Regions from separate parts of the Mus musculus genome. Here all the other regions are linked to region 3. A link is a contact called in public promoter capture Hi-C data. All regions are on one chromosome and are shown on one strand. The core of a region is the stretch at or near the end of the contact, and the rest is flanking DNA. Distances in the headings are between cores, read along the strand shown.

Region 1 (2,700 bases), core at 183-2,682, 2.3 Mb after region 3:
CGTCTCTCCGCCCTGCTCTTGGTCTCCCGTGGGTGTGTCCCACCCTTTGAGCTCCACTCTGCAGTGGAGGCCTGCCTCTTCCCTTGTCCCCATGTGGGTGTGTCCAGCAGCTCCTGTCCTTGAATCTGCCTGGATGTCCCCGAGTGAGCATGTAGCTGTCTGTGTAGGCATATCTGTTGTCTGCATGTCACCTTTGCCTCCCCCTTCATCTTGGACAATGGCCCCCTTCATCCCCTCCCCCTCCTGGGTCCAGAGCCAGCATTCAGGGGCAGGCCTCCCGTCTCCCTGGCTTTCCTTCTGTGTGCTCCCCCCTCCAGTCCCTAAAATGGGTGGCTCTCTTCATTGCCTCTGACATCTTCCCAGGCCTTCTTTTCACACTGGACAAGGGAGGGCCCAAGATAGAAAAGGGGCACCAGAGACACGTTGCAAGGGAGGGAAACGGGGAGCATGCACGCGCGCGCGCGCGGACACACACACACACACACACACACACACACACACACACACAGAACACGGGTCCATTTCTTCCTCTCTTCCCCAACCACAGGCCAACAATTCTCCTAATCATCTAGGGACCATCAAGTACACCCCCACTACTACAAGCTCACACTCCCCCCACCCCACCCCACCCGCCGCGTTTTTGCAATTAGGAGTGTTGCAACCAGAAAGCCATGCTCAACTGGAGAGGTGGGGAGGGGAGGGGGGCTTCTCTCTCCTCCAGCCCATGCAAGCCCCTCCACCCTGCCGCACCCACATTGCCCTTCCTAGCTAGAGACAGCTTTGCAAAGGCCATTCGGTCTCTTTGGCTGGGGGGGTGGGGGGACACGACAAGCTTCTGGCACACCGTAAACAAACCGCGGCGGGGCGGGCGGGGGAGCCTCGGCAGGCAGCGGGGCCCAACCCGGGAATGCGCAGCAGACCGGCCGGACAGAGGCCGGGGCGGGCCCTCGAAGGGGAGGCCCAGACGCCATCTCCCTGGGCGAACCCCGGGGCCCACCGACCACTTAACAGCACCTTCTTTCCCCAGGGCGTAAGTGGCTAGCTCTCGGGCTGTGACAGGGTCACCCGGGCGCCGGAAAAGACTGAGGTCGGCGGCGGGAACCCCCTGGGCGCCCCCAGCCCGCCTCCAAGCTGGCCAGAGACCCGCGGCTTTGCATAATCAATCGCGATGCATTTGCATATTAATGCCCCCTTGCTCCCTCCTCCTTACCTCGGCTTGGCGCGCTGGTCCGAGCTGAGCAACGACGCGGGGGTCTCAGCGCCCCGTGCCGGGGGCGTCCATGGGGGGCCGGTGGGGCCCGGGCCGCCCGCCTCCAGCGCCGGGGTGTGAGTGCGAGTGAGCGCGGGGGGGCGGGGGGCGAGTGTGGCGGCCCCGCGGCTCCTCCGGCAGAGGCGGCGGCCGCTCTGGCTCCTCCCTCCCCCGCCCCGCTCCGGCTGGGGCTCCAGCTCCGCGCGCCCGGCCGGCTCGCGGCTGCTCCCTGCAGGCCGCCTCGCAGTCGCCGGTCCCCGCCCCTCGCCCCCCGCCGCTCCCCAGCTCCTGGCCGGCCGCCCCGCAGCCCCTCTACCGCCTTGGCCCCTACCAGGCTCAGACTCGCCCACCTCACCCCCGCCCCCCCTACGGCTCCATCCAGGAGCGACGGTCGGTGACACGTTTTGAGAAAGATGTCATTTTCAAATAAAATAGCTTTCATTTGCGAGGAGAATTGGGGGAGGGGGGTTCTGGTTTGCACCCTGGGGTAGGGGGAGAAGGACCGAGGAGATCACTGCACCTTATAAATCCGGGAGGAAGTCCAGATACCAAACGCTAAGGGTAGTTTCAGAGTTCGGGTCCCTTCTTTGCGAACAACTCCCTGTGTGACCTTGAACACATTACAGCATCCAGGGTAAGAGCACAAAATCCAAAGGTTGGACAGGTTACTTCTGAAATCCTCCTAACTTCAACCATCCTATTTCTAGCCGTTTTGGAGGCTCGTTCCACATTGTGCCTCCTCTCTCGTTTCTAACATTAATGCTGAATCCACTGTCTCCTCTTGCAAACGTCTCTGTTCTCCATGGAAGCTCTTTCTAGTCACTGCCCACCAGCCATTCCCCAACAATATACTCCTATACTAAGCTTGGGGAATGGGGGTGGACAAGACTCGCTACAGCCCCTTATCTCCCAGCTTCTCAGAGGTGATATTTCCTCTCCTGTGTATACCATCAAAATCCAAATGGTTCAAGGGCCAATCTAAGCAACAGAGTGGCTGCAAATAGGTGGACTCCTTTTCTCAAAGGAGAGGTCTCCATGCCAGTTCCGGACCCTTGCGCGCGCACGCGCGCGCACGTGCGCCAACCACACACACAAAACACACAACACACACACACACACACACATACACACACACACCTGCATTCGTGGACATAAAACCCTGCCAGTGACGCCAGAGCCCCTTTCATCTTGGGATCTACTACCGCCAGGCAGAGGTCTAATTACCCTAGCACCCCCCTCTGGCCCCGCCGGTTCCCCCGCTATCATTAGCCCAGTTTTACCAGCGGGGGCCATAGCCTTCCCACGGCTCCCAGGGCGGAGCCCTGCCTCCACAGCCTGCTCTTGGGGAGGAGCCAGAGAGTGTGTCTGGGGAGCTGCTCTTCTAACCGTTCAGTTCATACTGGATAGAATCGTTTGCTGAGTGGGTTGCTGACCAACAGTCTCTCCAAGTT
Region 2 (2,724 bases), core at 14-2,513, 2.0 Mb after region 3:
TCACCTGAGACTGGGTGTGTGGATCAGGCTCTGGATCAGGAACAGAAAGGAACCGTCCCAACACACACACACACACACACACACACACACACACACACACTGCCTCCCGCTCGAATACACATACCATCCTTATCACACAAACGTGCACAAGCACACCATCCTTATCACCCCCACAGACACTTGCACACACGTATGCACATGCGCATGTACACACACACCATCCTTATCACCCCCCACAGACACATGCACACACGTATGCACATGTGCATGTACACACACACACACACACACACACACACACACACGCACGCACACCTTATCATCGCAGTCATCTAACTCTAGATGACAAATGTAACTGAATCAGGTCATTTAACTTACCTCAGGAGCCAGGCTTACCACTGAGGCCAAGGCCCCTCTTCCCAAAGAAGTACTTAGGAGGTTTGAGATGAAGAGGTGGGGTAGGTTTCCCTCGACCAGTGGCAACTGGTGCTGGGATTAAATGCCAGCATTCTTGGCTGTTTCTAAGCTCTGCCACGTACCTCCCTTCTCCTCAACTCACAGGGGGCATTGACGGGCCTTCCAGGCCAGCCAGAATGGGAACTAAGTTGCAGGGAGGAGGGTGTTTGGGAAATGTGGCCGAGGGAAGGTAGGTGTACCTTACCAGAGGTCTGCAGGCTTTCCTGGATGGCTTCGATTTCCGACAGCTCCGTGCACACGCCTTGCCCGTGCATCAATGTACGCAGGGGCTTCTCCACCCCCCGGGGAGGGTAGCAGCGCATGCCTGAGCCACAGCGTGGGGTGTACACCCCGCAGGGCATCCCCAAGCCCAGGGCGCAAGTGGCGCAACAACCGCAGCCTGGCTCCCGCACCAACTCCTCGCAACCCACGGGGGGGCGGCAGCGCGCCAGCTTCTCCTCGGAGCAAGGGGGGCAGTGGATGGCTTCGTCGCCCAGGCTCGGCCGAGGCCCTGCGGCCAGCAGCAGGGCGGCCACGAGGCCGAAGGGCAGCATGGCGAGGACGAGGGTGGGGCGCAGGAGGGGAGCGCGGGCTCGCGAGCGGGCTGCAAGGGACCCGGAGGCAGCGCCCAGAGAGCTTAGAGAACCAGACCCGGAGGGCGCAGGGACACGGGGCGACCCCGGCAGGCAGAGACGGAGCCGGGGAAGTTAGCAAGCACGCTGGAGCAGAGCGAGCCTGGCCACCGAGGCGCTGCGCTGCATCCTCGGCCGGCCCAGCAGGCGGCGGGGGGCAGGGGGCTGAGCGGCTGCCCGGGACCGGCTCCCGGGACTTTATACCGGCCCCCTGGCCACACCCCCAGCGCCGTCCCCGAGGTGGGAGAGCAGGGGAGGGCGAGGGGGAACTGGAGCAATGGAGCGGGAGAAGAGGCCGTTAGGGGGGAGGGGGCGCTGGCCTGAGTCGCCGCCACCGCTACAACATCTGAAAGTCCTTTGCCCCGCCGAAGAAAGCGACGCAGTTTGGAAGCGGTGGCCTGCGCGCGGAGAGCCTCTGAGCTGGACCCTGAAGAGGAAGCAGGGCGAGGGGAAACGAAGGGGATGTTGCTTTGCCCCCCTCCCTCGACCTCGAAGGAGTCCTTCCCAGACACCTAGGAGATCCTCCTGCTGCCACAGAAAACCTGACCTCATAGCGGATTCAAGATTCTCTTGTTCAGTTCCCATCCCTGGCCAGAGTCCTCCGGTCACCCCCACCCACCCCCCGGGTATGTCCAGTCAACCTCTAGAGACCGCGCTAAAGTGGGACAAGGCGACTAAGCACTCTGTAAAGGGTCCAGGAGAGTTCTGGCCTCAAGGTGCTAATAGGCAGTCTTCTCACTTGCCCCTGAACCCCTGTCGCTTGACCCCCGCCCCTGGTTCCATTTGGGCCTTGCTGCACTCTGCTTCCAGAACTCCAGAACAAAGTGCCAAGCCTCTTCCTCCTTCCTAGATGTTGTTCCCTCTACCGCCCTGCTTAGATTCTGGAAGGAGACTGCCATTGGCTTTGTACAAGATGTGAGTCGAACAACTCCAGGGGGCTCCACTTCATGTACTCATTGTGTGTTTGCATAGTTACTGCAACAGTTTCCCAGTAGATGGCAGTCAAAGATTTCCAGAAAGAGAAGCGGCCTTTTAATTTTCCCGACGCCACTTTGCCCCTGGGTGATAAAGGGATTATTGATAAATATATCCCTTCCCCTCGCAGCAATTCTGTTGGAAACGGGAATTGATCTAGAGTCGCGTTTGGAGGAGAGACCCACCTCCTACCACCTTCTTTTTCATTTCTCCCTACGCCTCCTCATCCTCCCCAACCAAGGAGTTCGCTTCTTGTGTCTGTCCAGGCACAGTCGGAGGACCGAAGGATTTTGCGGGTGGATGGGGTCCGGAAGGGTTGGGCTAAACATCCAAGGAGCAACCAACCTAAAGATTTCCTAGACCTCTTCCGGTTCTTTGTCCCAGAGTCGGGGTCTTTCAGCCTCGGAGGAATTAGGCCACCTCCCACTTTCTGCACCGCAGACTGTTGGCGCGGTTGGAGGGAGAAAGGCACCAAGACCCGGACCTGGAAGACTGATCAAAAAGTTGCGAACTGACGGCACCTACTGGCAACCTCTAAGACTGCAGGAGGGTTGAAGTGATAGGATTCCTTCCCTCAGTCCCATCGCAAGGATAAAGTTGGGTCTCTCCTGTCTCATCTGCCATAGAGAAAAGTGAACAGAACGGGTTCTTGAAGCTCCTG
Region 3 (2,907 bases), core at 143-2,642:
GTTCAGCCTGAGTGTGCGCACGCCGCCTCCGGTCTTTGTAGGACTCCTTGTAGGACTCCTGCTGATAATCACTGTCCTCATCATCTAAACTCAGAGATGGAGGAAGGAGAGATCACTTTACAGTACACTAAATCCAATTCGCCCACCCTTCCCCAGTTGGAAGGACCTGGTGCCCAGAGATGTTGAATAGAAAGAACCTAGTTAATCTCTGATGAGGTGAAAGACAGTGAGCCTCGGGCTTGGCACTGTTCCTGCCACCCCCATATGGAGAGCGGAGCTCCCTATCTAGGAAAGATACTAAAATGATGGAAGAGCTAAGTCTCCCCAGGTGTGCGACGGGCTATGTTGCTGCCTACCTGTGTTGGGGACAGAAGAGGCACTGGTGGAGCCGATGCTATTAGCTCTGGACACTACACTCCCCTTGTGGGTGCTTTCTACAAAAAGCCCTGGAAAAAAGAGGCCTCAAGTCACTAAGGATTGGGGAACACTGCCATGCCTTCAGTCACCTATGGGCACAATGGCTTCAAATGCTGACCTCTCGCCATCAACTCCAAAGCCAGTCACCACAGGCCTTCCATTTCATGCTGAAATGCTCCTGTCCCAGGGTCTACACTGCCCAGAGGACTTATTTCTGGCTCACACAGGAGCATCTGGATGCAGTGACTATGACCAGCTGTCACTGTTTCCATCATTTCCCATTCTAATGCAGAGGAACCAGGTGTGACCATGGTTGCTTCCTGCCTATTCTCCAGCTCCACCCTCACTTCTCAAGCCAAGTCCTTGGCGCAGTGACAGTGGACTGTGCTCAGGTGTGGCTGGCAAGACCATAAGAATCTACAGAGCCGAACCAGGAGTCATTCCTGACCCGCAGACAATGGAGAAGGCACTCACCAGGATCCAGGCTGTTGTCACTGTAGGCATACTCGACCTGCAGCACCAAGCAAGGGAGAAGCCTGTCAAACCTCTGCCTCTAGGAAGGCACGCGCAATCCGCGAAAGCTCATACCACAGGTGCAGGGACCACTGAATGGTTAAGCCAAGCCTTGGCTGGGCCTAGGGGGGCGTCGCCCCCTCTGTATGCTCCTACCGTCCCCGCCCCATCTCCCAGCTATGACCCCCTCGTTCCCGCACACACGCCCGTTTGTCTCCCCACCTTGGCACAGGCCGGGTGAGAGCTGTCTTCTCTGCAGCCCCGGGCCCCGGACAGCAGGGGAGACTCTGGGGATAGTTGGGGAGCCCCGCGTCTTCCGGACCCCCTACGTGCACGAGCCCGACCCGCCCTCCCCTCGCCGGCGTGCGCGTCCGCGAAGCTTGCCTTGACCCAAGGGTCCTCCGGAGAGGCGCCCGGCTCCGTCATCGTGAACCTACCGAACCGGAAACAAGCCAGCGGACTGGCCCCCAACCTCCAGGAAGAGGCGAGGCTCAGTCACGTGATCCAACCCACCAATCCGCAATTGTAGTCGTGAGCGGTGTGATAGCGCTGCGCTTGCGCCGCTCCAGTTTTTAACTGAATGTTGGAGGAGGCTAAATCTGGCCAATTCGCTTTAATGTAGGCAATGTCAGCCCCTAAGGGTCCCCACTGGCCTCCGAATGAGAATCTTCAATGGTGGCGATTTTCTGTGCAATGGAGCACCTCCAAAAAGATTGTCAGAGGGGCTAGAAGTGTAATTAGTTTAGTGGTAGAACCCGAGTGAGAGTACTAGCATCTGTCTGAACAGTGTGACACCTTGTACGCACGCGCACAGCTGGTCCGCCTGGCAATTGCTGCTGGGTCAAGAATTTCTCCTACATCACATGATCTGATCTAAGGGGGCACAAAGCCACCTCCAGCATCGGTCTCCCAACACTCAGCAGGTGCAGGACGCTAAGTCTTATAAAAATGCCTTTTAAGTTAAGCTTACAGTAAAGTCTATAACATACTCAAAAGCACATAACTAGTCACTGATAGGTTACACTTTACAGCACTCCTTGACTTCCAGCTCAGACCTTGCCCCTGAATTTGGAGTCTAACGTTCCAAAGGTATCTAGAGTCACTGGAGAGGAAACAGAAAACCACACAAGCAGCACTTGGAAACATCTTTAATTCAGTTACTGGGTCCAGACTTCACCAAACCCATCAACACTAGGTAGACATCACATCCACCACCAAAAAGCGGACAGAACCTCAGAGCGGATCGCTCCCCATTAGCTGTGTCCTCATTGCTGGACAAATTCCAGCATGCTAGGCGGACTTCCAAGCTTCTCTGTGTCCTGCACAGCTTAGCTTAAAGCCCCTGAGGCCAGATAGAGGGTAAACATCAAGGCCCCCATTTCTCCTCACCATTAGATTTGTTAGTTTCAAGGGCCAGTTTGGCGCCATAGAAAATCCACTGTCAGTTCCTGGTCTGGTAAGCCTTAGGGAGGCGCTTCTGTAGAAGATTCCACGCCTTTTCCACCTTTGGCCAGGCCAGAATGATACAAGAAAAGGCAAGGTCAGAAAAGCTAACCATTGAACCTTCCCTCCCCACAACCTAACCTAGTCTTTCCCTTTGCACCAACCTGGCTCTGTGTGACATGTGACTCCCACAAGGTGCTCAGAACCACGTTGCTCTGCTCTACCAGCTGCTGGCCGCTCATCTGGCTCTGCAGCCGGCTCTGAGCGGCTGCCTCACTTAGTCCATCCCTCTCAACAATGCGTCGAACAGCCTGGGCAATGGATGACACACGGGTCAGGAAGGGTCCTAGCCCAGTCTACTGGATCAGAGCAGGAGACCGTCTGCAGTGGGCTCAGATGGGGTGCAGTGGGGTCCAGATACCTCAGTCTCAGGGATGACGACGGTCCACACCTCGTGTACCATACTCTGCCAGCCAGCTTCAAGCAGCATAGCAGCATCGATTACACACAGAGTTTTTCCTGTGAGGAGATACT
Region 4 (2,818 bases), core at 23-2,522, 2.9 Mb after region 3:
TGATAATGTTTTCCAAAAATCATCTTCTTTGTGTGTGTGAAGTCATTCTTTTTTTGTTTTGTTTTTGTTTGTTTGTTTGTTTTGTTTTTTGGGTTTTTTTTTTTTTTTTGGTTTTTCGAGACAGGGTTTCTCTGTGTAGCCCTGGCTGTCCTGGAACTCACTCTGTAAACCAGGCTGGCCTCCAACTCAGAAATCTGCCTGCCTCTGCCTCCCTAGTTCCTTTCTTTTTCTTTTATTTATTATATATATATGTATGTATGCGTGTATATGTGTATATGTATGTGTGTGTGTGTGTGTATATATATATACTGTACCTGTCTTCAGACACTCCAGAAGAGTGAGTCAGATCTCATTACAGATGGTTGTGAGCCACCATGTGGTTGCTGGGAATTGAACTCAGGACCTCCTGAAGAGCAGTCGGTGCTCTTAAATTAACTGAGCCATCTCTCCAGCCCCTTCTTTCTTTTTTTTAAACAACATAACTGCTTCTGGTTCTTCAGGAAATTTCACCTTCCCACTTTCTCTAGGAATTAAACCCAGGACTTCAGACATGCTAATCAGGTATGTTGCTGGTGAGTTACAAGTCTTGTCATCTTACAAATCTTACTTTTTTGTTGTTTTGTTTTGTTTTTGTCCAGGCAAGGTTTCTCTGTAGCCTTGGCTGTCCAGAAACTTTGTAGACCAGGCTGCCCTCATACTCAGAGATCTACCTGCCTCTCCCTTCAGAGCGCTGGGATTAAAGGTGTGCGCCACCACCAGGCAAACTCTAAACACCCAAACACTAAAACTCACTGGAAATCTTTCAGTAGAGATTATTTTGTAAGGACCGGTTTTCACTATCCCCTTCCTCATTGGGATTATAGGAGTGTGCCACTTTTCCAGGTGCTCAAAGAGCAAACATTTTGTTTCGTTTGAGACAGGGTTTCTCTGTGTAGCCATGGCTGTCCTGGAACTCACACTGTAGACCAGGCTGGCCTCGAACTCAGAGTTCCGCCTGTCTGCTGGGATCAAAGGCTTGAGCCGCCACCACCGCGGGACGGAAGAGCTAACGCTTTTAATTTACAAATTGTGTAACTGTCGGGATGCAAACATAAACTTTCAGAGAGATGTCAACTCTGGGCACACACCCTTAGACGCCAAGGTGTGAATTCTGAGCCAATCGGAGCCGGGCCTGCTAGAGATCCTGCGGGGAGGACGAAATCAGCCAACCTCCGCGAGACTTTGGTGCGGTTCCTTCTTCCTCCGTCTCACAGGAACACGATTAATCTCGCGATCTTTGGGAAGTTCCGTTGGGGAAGATGGCGGCGGCCGCGAGCACCCTTCTCTTCTTGCCGCCGGGGACTTCAGACTGAGCCTTCCCCGGAAGAGTCGGGGCCGCTGGTGCGCCGCTTCCCCGGAGCCCAGGCTAACTTGGTTCCCCTCTGAGTGGCGGGGAAAGGCTCCCCGGCTCGTGGCGGACCCAAGACCTCCCCGCTGTCAGGATGAAGGCTCAGGGGGAAACCGAGGGTGAGTGACTGGGGGGTGGCGGGGAAGGAGGGGCGGTACACCGCTGCGGCGAGCCAATCCGAGAGAGGAGGTGGGGACCCACGCCCCTCCAGGGCCACCGTGCGTGGGACCGGATCCTGGTGGAATGTGCATCTTAGATCCCGACCGAGCCCTACAGATGCTGGAGCGCCTCCTCCGGGGCGCTGCTCCCCCGTCTCCTCCACTCGTGAAAGGTTTTCTGCGGGACGAGGGACGAGGAAGTTGAGCCTCAGGGTACTTTGAGCTTAGCCCGGTGGGACCCAAGGAGAGGGAAACTGAAACTTGTTGATGCTTTGTTCCAGGAGAGATCGCTGAAGATGACACTAGAACAATGTAATGTCAAAGTAATGGAGGGTGTTTTAGCCGGAGTGACTTGCTTGGTTCGATCTTCATCATAGTAAAAGCGGGCCGTTTATTACTTGGAAGGTCATAGTGTTCAAATACTGTGCTGTGTCTTTACGAACTGCTTTCAGTTGTGCACGACCGGTGGCTTTAAAGCTTGGGGGAGAGGTGTTCAGAACTATAAACTGGCAGGAACAATCCCCAAACCAGTTTCCCAGTTGAGGGAAGAAAAGGGAAGGGATAGAATCTTCTTTGTTTCTTGAGACAAGGTCCCCCTGCCTCAGCCTCCCAAGTGCGGGCTTACACACCTCTCGGCCAGCTAAGAGTTTGATTCTTGGTTCAGATACTCCCTCCCACGACCTGGACTGGCTTATCCAAAAATGAAGTCTCGACATTTGTAGCAAAGTGGACGATACTCAAAATAAGCCATATTAAGATAAATAGCACATTTTCTCTTATGAGGAATCTCGACGTAGGTATGTGTTGGTGTGTGTTGGTTGTGAAAACATGGGACCATGTGGGAACAAAGGAGGTCTGCAGGATAGAAAGGTTAGTGGAATATGAAATGAAGTGAGAGGTTTGGCTGTTTGGAGGTTGGGGCAGTGTGGCTCTCAGAGGGAGAGGACTTGGACCAAGTATAATGGCCTATATGTATAAGAATGCCAAAATGATATGCATTGCTTTGTATGTTAATTTAAAGATAATTTAGAGGCTGGGAATGTAGAGCAGTGGTTAGAGTAATGTCTTCTTGTCCATGGGTTCAATTCCCAGCACCAAAAGAAAAGGAAAAAGGGAGCCAGGTGTGGTGGCCCACAGCTTTAATCCCAGCACCTGGGAGGCAGAGGCAGGCGGTTTCTGAGTTCGAGGCCAGCCTGGTCTACAGCGTGAGTTCCAGGACAGCCAGGGCTACGCAGAGAAACCCTGTCTCCAAAAACCAAAACAAAACAAAACA

The links. Promoter capture Hi-C pulls out the DNA fragments that hold promoters and counts their contacts.
Region 1: a contact with region 3 is called in a promoter capture Hi-C map of pre-B cells, with 5 times the contacts expected there. The contact joins the promoter of Thra here to the promoter of Mlx in region 3. A contact is called at or near these places in 3 of 39 promoter capture datasets (the C10 cell line, liver and pre-B cells) and 1 of 115 datasets of contacts at active chromatin or transcription factors (embryonic forebrain).
Region 2: a promoter capture Hi-C map of hippocampal neurons shows a contact between it and region 3, with 6 times the contacts expected there. The contact joins the promoter of Igfbp4 here to the promoter of Mlx in region 3. A contact is called at or near these places in 2 of 39 promoter capture datasets (hippocampal neurons and pre-B cells) and 1 of 115 datasets of contacts at active chromatin or transcription factors (astrocytes).
Region 4: a contact with region 3 is called in a promoter capture Hi-C map of pre-B cells, with 2.7 times the contacts expected there. The contact joins the promoter of Med1 here to the promoter of Mlx in region 3. A contact is called at or near these places in 2 of 39 promoter capture datasets (cranial neural crest and pre-B cells).

What each region holds. Positions count from the first base shown.
Region 1 is chr11:98,740,517-98,743,216 of GRCm38.p6, reverse strand. It overlaps Thra (thyroid hormone receptor alpha), which reads right to left and starts at 1,432. Exons shown (of 10, transcript NM_001313983.1): 1 at 1,211-1,432.
Region 2 is chr11:99,039,783-99,042,506 of GRCm38.p6, reverse strand. Igfbp4 (insulin-like growth factor binding protein 4) reads right to left here and starts at 1,263. Exons shown (of 4, transcript NM_010517.4): 1 at 662-1,263. The coding sequence starts at 1,010.
Region 3 is chr11:101,085,775-101,088,681 of GRCm38.p6, reverse strand. It overlaps Mlx (MAX-like protein X), which reads right to left and starts at 1,392. Exons shown (of 8, transcript NM_001159385.1): 1 at 1,315-1,392; 2 at 892-928; 3 at 357-446; 4 at 1-84. The coding sequence starts at 1,356. It overlaps Coasy (Coenzyme A synthase), which reads right to left. Exons shown (of 10, transcript NM_001305982.1): 8 at 2,795-2,892; 9 at 2,538-2,684; 10 at 2,063-2,434. The coding sequence ends at 2,372.
Region 4 is chr11:98,191,747-98,194,564 of GRCm38.p6, reverse strand. It overlaps Med1 (mediator complex subunit 1), which reads left to right and starts at 1,272. Exons shown (of 17, transcript NM_001080118.1): 1 at 1,272-1,506. The coding sequence starts at 1,482. Gm38963 (a long non-coding RNA gene) reads left to right here. Exons shown (of 4, transcript XR_880193.2): 4 at 528-629.